Regions from separate parts of the Xenopus tropicalis genome. Here region 1 is linked to region 2. The links are chromatin contacts, called in public Hi-C maps. All regions are on one chromosome and are shown on one strand. Each heading gives the region's core, a stretch centred on a gene start, on an enhancer-like site or on the middle of the called end of the contact. The rest is flanking DNA. Distances are from core to core; before and after follow the strand shown. Region 1 has its middle 8.4 kb from the start of nr2f2. Region 2 has its middle 320 kb from the start of nr2f2.

Evidence for each region. Hi-C and Micro-C count contacts between places; a contact is called where the count stands out from the background.
Region 1: a contact with region 2 is called in a Hi-C map of neurula embryo, with 4 times the contacts expected there. The contact joins two enhancer-like sites. A contact is called at or near these places in 3 of 5 Hi-C or Micro-C datasets (brain, neurula embryo and tailbud embryo).

What each region holds. Positions count from the first base shown.
Region 1 is chr3:113,995,982-114,001,257 of UCB_Xtro_10.0, forward strand. It overlaps a transcript of nr2f2 not described here. Among named protein-coding and RNA genes, the nearest start is that of nr2f2, 8.4 kb to the left of the region's middle. Within about 2 kb of position 4,025, at least 1 of the 11 cell types and tissues checked has an H3K27ac peak or open chromatin away from gene starts, as enhancers often do. A contact at or near this core is called in neurula embryo, where this site is marked.
Region 2 is chr3:113,665,505-113,671,003 of UCB_Xtro_10.0, forward strand. No RefSeq gene overlaps it. Among named protein-coding and RNA genes, the nearest start is that of nr2f2, 320 kb to the right of the region's middle. Within about 2 kb of position 1,682, at least 1 of the 11 cell types and tissues checked has an H3K27ac peak or open chromatin away from gene starts, as enhancers often do. A contact at or near this core is called in neurula embryo, where this site is marked.

The sequences.
Region 1 (5,276 bases), core at 2,775-5,274, 330 kb after region 2:
AACAAAAATGGAATTTTAATAAACAAAGCAAAAATCAGGTTGGATGCGCACTTACAAGTGATGAGCCTAAATTAATTATTATTTCCCTACCTGAACCACACACGTTACTTCATTGCCCAAAACAGATCTTTTTTTTTTTTTCTGTTTCATTTTCTGAGAAATAACTGCTTTGTGGGGTTGAAGTGGAAGGAGCTGCCGTGTTACACACACTGCAGTGTAGTTCAATTACCTTTTTGTCCACGCAGTATCCTCAATCTGAAGTTCCTCTACCTGTTTGTATATTTGCAATCCCTTTGTATTATAATTGTTGATATTTGCCCATTTTTTTTTAAAGAGACAAAAAAAAAAGTTACAATTCAGATCAGCATGACAAATAACACTGTTGGCACTTATAGATAATGTGATTGATTCGGTATTTAGAGTTTACAGTTTTGTGTTAAAACTGAAGGGTTCTTTTTTTTATTTTAAAGTGCAACTTCTTTTCTGTATACTGTAAAAGTTATAACTGAACTGTTTGGTCAAGTCTTTGTGTGTTATATTCCAAGGAAATTGAAAGTATTCAGAAATTAAAATATTATTTGATATCTGAAAAAAACTGGCTGTCACAAGTGTCTTTCAACCCCAGAATAACCATTCCAATCATTATATTTCTGACCTTAGTATTGATAGACATAGTTACCCCGTACAGCCCTTGGCGTACTTGGATCTGCTATGACGGAGTGTGCCTGGTACTGTAAGGGTTAATTATACAAACCACCTCAGTCAAAAGGTGTAGCAGTGTATTTGCATGCTTAATTGGGTTGGAAAATGTAAAAATCAATGATTTATCTGCGGTTTCACCAGTGCTGTACAATATTGCCAACAACTTGTATCATTATCCCATATTTAATTAAAGGTAGGGTTTTTAAGGGCCTGATTTAAGCGCCTTCTAAGTAAAATAGATTGTTTCAATCAACCCAGAATTCATCCAGCATCTATTTTACAATCCTAAAGAGGAAATATATCTCTGGTGTGCATACACAAGCCAGTGGCACACACACATATTCAGCCCAGCTGCTTTAACTGTGTTTTCAGGAATAAATTGGGATTCTAAATATCATTTATCATTGCTATTGAGTGAAGTGTACACATCAATTGGCTTAGCCTTAAGGTTATAAAATACACACAACAACCTGAATTGAATTTGAATTTAACTGGTGGTGGAGAAAGCAAGCTATCATACATATTTTACAATTTAAAAAGAGTGGTGGTATGTGTATGTGTCTATATATATATATATATATATATATATATATATATATATATATATATATATATACTACCAGTCTTTCTAATTATATATATAATTCTATAATTGGTTAGACATCTACATTAATTCATAGCAATCAATTACAACATGCACTGGGCCTTGTAATTATAAATATATATCTATATATCTAAAACACAAAACTACAACAGAGAACTGGTTTGGATTATATATTATTTTTTTTTCCTCATAAATTTAAATTTAGGCATCTAGCAGATGCTGTGCTATGAACGCCTGTAATTGGTTTAAGACTTATTCACCCACAGTTCAATGTGGTTTATTTTTACCAAAACGATCTACGTTTTAGTTAATTTAAAAAAAAAAAGTTCACTTTTAATTTATTTGAAATGCACGTCTGGACCAGAAAATGATGTACGGATGTGACATAATGAAAATGGATACATATGATATTAATGTATGTTTGTATGTGTGTATATGTGTGTGTGTACACATACATATATACATACAGAGCACATATATAGGGAGAAGGATGTGTTGAGCAAGATGACAATTGCAGAGTAGTGCTGACCTCTAGGTTTAAAAATTTTCCATTGCAAGTCATTTGTGAGTGTGTGAAGTTTGTATAAAAAAAGCTAAAAAAAAGAAACAAAAAACACAGGATCTCTTGTTTGTTTTGTGTTAGCTTGTTGTAAACATGTGTTGTAAATTGTCATTGGTATTAAATTATAATTTATGATTTTGAAAATCAAAAGCCAGTCCCTGCCTGTCTTATTACATTGCCCGAATGCATTATTCTTGTCCTAGGCAGATTGTGTATGATCGCTGAACACAAAACCTGTGTATGCATGTATGCTGCTTTAAAGGAGGATTTGTTTGAAGGCTGCAGTTTTTGGGAGGGGGGTTAAGTTTATTACGTTTAAAGCAAGTTTGCCTTCCCATGCTGAGTTAGAACAAAAGATCTAGCAAAGCATTTGAAAAGGACAAAAGAGGGGGATGTGATTTAGGAGCAAGTTCTGTGAGATCTTAACCCTCTCCTTGCTAGGAAAAGGCTGGGGAGGTAGGCTCAGACATGCAGTGCCTCCGAGGCCCGGACTGCAAGGGTTAAGCATTGCTGCTCAACATGGCAACACTATAAAAGTGTCTTTTTCGCCAGACTGTTCCCAATCTGCAGTTAACCAAGGACGATCTCAGACAGTAAATCCAGCAACTGAAATCTTTTTTTCTTTTTTTTTCCCTCCCATCTGAAAGATGTAGCGAGTGGGGTGATATTTCACCGTGCATTCGGCTGAATAACCCGCTTGTGATCTAGTGAGAAGGGGTTAAGTGTATGCTCCTATGTTAAGGTCTGGATTCTTTTGCAATGTGCAGATCATCCCTTTTCCCAGTGATCCCCCCCACACACACAGTGAAGCTGCTTCCTTTATGTTATTTGGTCTCAGGGCTTGTGTTTACGTTAAGTGGAATTTTTAGGGGGTGTTTTAGTGACAAACCAAGCGTGTGAAAGTATGCCTTTAAGCTTGCTTGTGACTTGCTGTCCTATTAGCTGAGCCAACATGGCGGCTCTCAGTACAATGTTAGCTGCTGTACAAGGCAAAGGCAGAGCTTAGTAATACAAAACACATTGAGGGAGGACAGGCGGGGGACCTTCCATCTGTGAGCAGCAGCCAGCAGTCAGGGGAAGGCTACATTCTCTGCCTACAGCTTTGTGCAAGGAGAAGGCCCAGGGAAAGGCTTCTGATCATTCTGTAATACAGTAACATTCTGCCCTTGGCCCTGCGGCTCCCAGGCAGCGGCTCTGCTGATAGATGTGCTGATAGATGTGCAGTGCTGGGTGCAAGGAAGGGGTGCTCTCTGACCAGTGCAAAGCCAAGGGGATCGGACAAATAGTGCTCATTCTCATTGCCTGTTTACATGTAGGTATAAATAAGCATATTAGAGGGAACAGTGTATTGTTAGCATGAAACAGCAATTAATGCTATGCTTGGGAGCTGCCATATTGTTTTCCTCTGCGGAGGCGTCTCTTTCTATGAAAAGGGCGCATTCTCCTTAAAAGCGTTTGATCCCCTTTATTATAGTGTGCAGCAAGGTGTTGGGCAAAATGTAATGCAGGTGAGGCATAGGTTGTGTCAGGAAAGGGTTTCTATCTGCTAATGAAACATTAACTAGAGGGGTAGGACTGTAACACAATTGCTAACGTTTCGGTTTATCTGAGGGTGCCTGGTACCAGCTGGCCTTGGGAAATTGGGCAGATAAGTTTCGGTAACCTACTAGGCTAAAAGGAACCCCCCCACTCTCTGTTTAGAACCCCGAAAGCCACTGATGGCGCAAACACTTAACTGTGCGCTCTCCCTTTAACCTCAGGCTTCCCAGCAGAGTGCAAATGTTGATTTAACCACTTAGAGCGAAGAATGATCGCTAAAAAGTTTAAATAAGAAGGGTTAAATAAGAATAGTCAGAATTTGAAAAATAAAAATGGCAAGAGGGGGTTTCATTTTTTTGAACTACATCTGGGGGGTTTCAGATCCGTGGCCTTGTGCAAAGGGGTTAGGTTATAATAGTGACCCCCGAGGGCAACTGGGGGTTAAAGACTAGGGCCTGAGGCAGCCTGAACACATTGCTGACCTCTGTGGCATCCAAAAGGTGACAAGCAAGGTCTGCCCAAGGTGTCGGGGGATAAATATTCCCAGCAGAAAGTGTAAACACTAGAGAATTGCAGGGCTAAGTGGCGCAGGGAGTGAGCAGTGAGTAGTTGCGCACTGTAGCACCTGTCAGAGGGGAGAGGCGGCTCCATTCCCTACAACACAAGCACTCACACGGCTAAAGGAGCTGTTACAGAAGTTATAAATCTTATCTGCTCCCTGATAATGCAAAGATAATAGTTGGTGCTGTCTGCTGAAATGGACCCGGCGCATTATTACCCCCGGATCATAAAAAGGCATGGGGCTCACTTATCTATAATAGTGATCTCTGTTGACAAAGTGAAACACTAGTGTAAAGAATGCCACGTGACCCCGGGGAGCTGCACTGCTGGGGCACAATTTATACAGATAGATTCCTTTTTGAGAGGTTAAAGAAGAAAAAAAAAATCAAAGGAATTTCCAAGCGCTAGAGGTTCTCAGAAAGAAACATGCCAATGATTAGCTAAGCAAACACATCTGCTTTCTTAGTTTCTCCTTGCTTAATTACCAAAACAGGGAGAGTCTGCAGCCCTCCTTCCCCTCCTGGAAGAGGAATATTGTTCTTTCAAAGGCTGCTTAGCCCTGCAATATTCATTTTATTGGGATTACCGATGGGAAACGAGGCTGGATCTTCTTCTTCCTAAAATGTAAAAAGTCTTCTTCCCCCCCCCCCCATTAGAAAAATATTTTTCCAGCCAAGCCCCTTTCCCAGAGAGCAGCAGGCAAGGGGACGGCTGGGCAGTGGGAATCAGCAGTGCGCTGGGCTGATTTCACTTGACAGAGCGTGTGTTCAGGCAGAACTCTATAATTTGCACTTCTCTTGCTGGATTAGAGAGAGACACCGAACTAATGAGTTTTCCCCCAGCACAATGTCAATTGTATTTATTTTCTTTTTAGAAACTTTAACGTAGCCCAAGTGTTTCTCTGGAAAAAAAAAATCGTTTTCCAATATCCCTGTTGCTTGCACCGCTTACAGAGTTAAATACATTAGATGCATTAGCACCCAGAGATGGATTTTGGGAGCAGAGTAAAGATATTTGAGTTTGCTCAGGCAGAATGTTACTCTGGCTGTATTAGAAGAGATTAATGCACTGGAGATCATAGGCCATTAGCTGTCTAAAAATCAGGAAAATATATGCAATGAGACCATACATTCTGTATAGAGGGAAAGAAATGAGAAATGTCCATTTTATATATATATATATATATATATATATATATATATATATATATATAATATACAGCTGGATTATTGGAATTGCTATTGCAGATTGGCGCAGGATCCACAGATGATACAAGTGAAATTGTTTGGCTGGTTGAGCTGCAGATGG
Region 2 (5,499 bases), core at 432-2,931:
ACAGCCAGAGAGGCCTTTAATAAACACACTCGTACAGTGTGTGATCTCAGCAAAGTCGCTGAAAGATGAGAGTAAAGCTCCTTAAAGAAAGTCTTCGGCTATAATCTTATTTTGTAATGGAGCCGAGAAATGAAGCAGGCAAGTTTTTAAACAGGGTATGTGGCCGGTTATTTTTACTGTGTGATTAAATCACAGCTCATCTATCTGTGCTGCAGTTACTTTCCTGGGTTCCTCGTGTACATTGTGAGGCCAGTGAACAAGCAAAGGAGGGAACCACAGAGGCAGCAGGCCCTAAGGCCTCTGGGAATATTGAACTATAGAACAGCCTCAAATGTATGTATGTATGTATGTATGTATGTATGTATATCTTTATTTATAAAGCGCTACTTATGTACGCAGCGCTGTACAGTACAATACATTAATACAAACAGGGGGTTATTAAGATAATAATAGATAAATACAAAGTACAACAATAAATACAGATAGATACAAGATAAATACAGTTGCAATCAGTTAAGAGTCAAAGACACAAGAGGATGGAGGTCCCTGCCCCGTAGAGCTATATGACTCACAGGGGCAAACACTGCAAAGATACAACTGACTTATTATATGGCATTATAAAGTACAAATAAAGGATCTGTTATCCGGAATACTTGGGACCTGGGGTTTTCTGGATAAGGGATGTTTCTGTCATTTGGATCACCATAGCTGTTAGAAAAAAATATTTAAGCTTTAAATAAACCCTAAAGGATTGTTAGGGTTAAGTACAAGGTACTGATTTATTATTACTGAGAAAAGGGTAATCATTTTCAAAAATTACAATTTACAATTATAATAAAAAATAATTTGCTGAAAATAAAGTTTATGGGAGATGGCCTTCCTGTAATTAGGAACTTTCTGGATAATGGGATATGGGATCCTGTATATGGGATACTTTATAATATGTGAGTGTGTGCTTTAATAATGAAAGCATCCCACAAATTTTAGTTGCAGTATTCTCCCCCAAACCAGGATTCTAGGTCCCACTGTTACACCTTTAGGGCCCTGTGCATCCAAATCCAGCTACAGCCCCACCTGCTGGCAAGCCTAGCTTCTTTTGAACCTTAAGATATTATTTGAGAAAATGGGAAGGTTTGCCTGTGGCCCTCCAGCTGTTGCTGAACTACAGGTACCAGCATGCTTAGTTGTGTGATGCTGGGAGTTGTAGTTTCAGCAACAGCTGGAGAGCTGCAGGGGATTCTGATGTAATTGAAATTAAATCTTTAAATCATAACTCATTATAATAATGTGTAATTAGTACTTTGATTATCTTGCCTGGGGGCTCACTCTGAGCTTTGTTGCATAGCAAAATTGTCTCTCTCCCCTGTGCTGAATAGTTCCCAGATTATTACCAGATCAGTGTATTGTCAATACAAATGGGCTGTTACAGGGGTAAAATGCTTTCATGCCACTTTTTAACTCACATTTACACCGTAAACTACAGATTCCAAAGGGTTAAACTCAGCAGCCATAATAAATTCAGTTTGATAATCTCTGTAACAAAAAAAAAAGAGTTTTACACAAAATGCTTCTACTCACAGTAGTGCAACAAATTTTTTGCGGCTTATTTTGTTCCTGTAAAAGGACATCTGAGACAATGGCAGCTGAAAAGAATTAGACCTCCATGCTCAGAGAGCAGCAGGAGGGAACTAAACAGTTTAAACACTGTTGGAGTTTATTGTGGGTAGAACACATGAATACCAACACTACTGACAAACCAAGGACATGAGCCACTCCTGAAATTAAACCCTACAACACAACACCCCCCCTAGATACACACAAATACGGATAAGGCTAAGGCAGGCAAACTCCCGCGCAGAACTGCCAGATGTAAATCTAGTGTAATTATTTGTATGTCACCGGCAGAATCACTATGGGCCTGATTCACTAAAGTGCGATAAAATTTATCGCATGCTTTTTTGCGTTAAATTAGACACGATAATTAGCGCGCGATTCACCATAGTATTATCGCGTGCGTTAAGGGGCCATATCGCATGCGTTATTTTTCGCGCGACCGCATGCACTAGTTGCGCACAGAAAAGAATACGATCGCATGATTCACAAACAGTAAGGTGCGCTAAATATCGCATTAGGCTATGCGAAAATTAACACCTACTTCAGGCAGGCGATAATTATAGAAAAGTACAGTTAATGAGCTTTTGGCAATAAAATATGGACTTTGCAGTGTTATTTATTCAAGTATGTGTTTCGCCTAGAGTGACGCAGCTGCCAGTTTGCAGCGAAATCGTCATTTTTAATACAGTAATTTTCCGCAAGTATTGGCGTGTATGGCTAACATGGGGTGCGTTTATTCGCACGACTATTTAAATGCGGCTACAAGTGATGAAATGGCAAAACAATCTGCCAATGGCAAAACGCATGAAAAAATTTGCACGCAAAAATTCACAGCACGTCCAAAAACTTACACAGGCGTCAAAAAATATTAGTCGCGGGCAACAATTTTTTTGCCCACACAACATTTTTGCCGTTTCATGGATCTTTCAAAAGATTTGCTAATTTTTCACTAAAGATAACCAGAACACATTTGCTCATCACTAGTGGCTACTATTTATAAGCATCTACTATTTATATGCTACCATTTATATGTGGCTACTATTTATATGCGGCAACAATTTTTATACACTATTTCTAAGCTACTATTTATATGCGGCGACTGTTCGAGTGCGTTATTTAGCGCATGTACTGTCAAATACCGCATGGAAATAGTCTTCGCAAGTTAAATAACGCATGCAATATTGTGCGTAAAATAGCGCAAGTATGCTTATAGTGAATCGTGTGAAAAGTCGCGAAAATTAAGACGCGATAAAAATTTTACCGCACGCTAGAAATAACGCACGTTTTATCGCACTTTAGTGAATCGGCCCCTATGTCTGTTACCGTAAATTCATTCATTCAATAAGAAAATGCTTCCATGAAGGCCCATATTCTACATTAACAGAAAACTTTCCAAAAGGAACTTCAGGATAAAAGCAGCACAACTTGCGGACAAAAAAAAATCTGCCTATGCTACTAAACACAGGATGTGATTTTTTTGTTCTAGGGATGAGCCAAATCCAGGATTTGGGTCAGACTTGAGATAAGGATTCCCAAGTGTACAGCCACGCTGAATCTGAAAGTCATCAGTTTAAACCTCTGGTCAAATGAACACAACAATAATTTGATTAAGAGTTCATGCAATTTATTTATTTTTCTCTTAATTAAATAAGAAAATTAGGGTTTGGCTGCAACTCTGCTGCATGTTTATTGAGGTATGAGTATTTGGAAGAGTTTAAACATTGTGGATTTGGTGCATACAGCATTTGTTTTTTCCAAAAACTACTGGGAAACTTTTATAAAAACTCCTGACATGCCTCACAATAAATTGACAAGCACAATCCAACACCCTTCCACCAAGTCACCCTGTGAATCTAACCCTGTAATATGTCAAAAGTATTTAGTGTTTGCTATGAGATGATTGCTATGGTTACTAATTTATTCAGGAGGGGTAGGCCTTGGCCATATGCATCCAGGCAAAGTGAATTACCTTTATAAGGGGGTCTAGTTACTATGGCTCTGTATGCAAGTGCCAGAGCACTAAGAGGCACAAATGTGCACCCCTTAGTGCTTATTCAAAAAGAAAAGCAAAAAATTGGTGTAAGTTACAGAGCGCAGCACTGCCAAGTAGAGATGTAGCGAACCTCACAAAAAAAGTTTGCGAACCCGTTCGCGAACTTCTGCCAAACTTATGCGAACTTTGCGAACCCCATAGACTTCAATGAGAAGGCGAACTTTAAAACCTAGAAAAGCCATTTCTGGCCAGAAAACTGATTTTAAAGTTGTTTAAAGGGTGCCACGACCTGGACAGTGGCATGCCGGAGGGGGATCAAGGGCAAAAATTTCTCTGAAAAATACGTTGTTGACATAGCGTTGCGTTTTGTGCTGTAAAGGGCAGAAATCACACTACATTTCTAAACTTTTGTAATAAACTGCTTTTACAAGGACTATTGGGTTACAGCAGATGAGATCAGCAGGACAGCTGCCCACAGCAGCTACATACAGAGCAGTAGAAAGTAGATTACTAGTCAGCAAAGCTACCTAAACTGCCCCTCAAACCCCTGCACAGCTCTCTCCCTATGTGCTAATACAGAGCGGTAGAAAGTAGATTACTAGTCAGCAAAGCTACCTAAACTGCCCCTCAAACCCCTGCACAGCTCTCTCCCTATGTGCTAATACAGAGCGGTAGAAAGTAGATTACTAGTCAGCAAAGCTACCTAAACTGCCCCTCAAACCCCTGCACAGCTCTCTCCCTATGCTAACTCAACAAGCACACACAGGCAGAATGTAAAATGGCTGCTGGGCTTCGGTTTATATATGGAAGGAAGTGGTCCAGGGGTGGTCCAGGAGGGAGAGCTGCCTGATTGGCTGCCATGTATCTGCTGGCTCTGGGGTGAGAGGTCAAAATTTGGCTCGATTTTCGTGCGAATTAGTTCGCCGGCGAACAGTTCGCTACATCTCTACTGCCAAGTACAAGGCAACTTGTGGAATACCCCTTTAACAGCCCTAGGACCCACACTAAGCAACACCTGATGTGTCTATTCCCCAACAAACACAAAATTAAAGACATAATATTACTAAGCTGAAAGGACTTGGGCCTATTCTGTATCCTAAGAAACACTCTACCCCACTTCTATACTTCTGCCCCATCCCTTGGCCATATCCTGTTGGTTGCTCATGTAACAGGGAGGCTTGGGTTTCAAATATTAACTCCATCCATAACTGACCCCTTGAGGCCAATGGACCAATTGGAACACACCAGGGAAGGCCACCTAGCCCCTTTCCACTCTCTGTTTCTGTTGGATGCCCTGTGGGGTAGTGCTCCAACAGGCACTGTTAGGAAGGCCAAAATTCAAACCATTATGAACAACATGTACCAGAATCTATAGCCAGGGGTGTTGTAGTCTACAAGATTCCCAGAAACATATAACCACAAGAAAGAAATAACTTGCAGATACAGTAGCTCTATATAAATAAAAATATTCAGACATACATACATACAGTATATACTTGCTCTGATAAACTGAGAGTGAATGAAGCAATGCCTCCCTTATGCACAGTAACTTTTAATTTGCCCTACATTTTATTTCTTTCAATCATAATTCCTTATAACCCATAGCAGAATGTTGGGTCAGTATATTAAGAATGGTTTGCCAAGAGTAACTGACTTCGAAATGTAAGCACTCCACTAATTTACTTAGAAGACTATGTAAAGTATTTACATTTTTTTTAGAAGAAGAAATTTAAGAAGAGGGCATATTAAATACAATGTTACAGATATTATTTTGAATGTTCAGCAGCCTTTAATATGAAAATATACATTTGAATGATTTTTAAAAGCATTTAGGAGACGCTGGCTTATTTGATCTGACCCTGGAAACCTGTGTTGTTTTGTCGAAACAATTC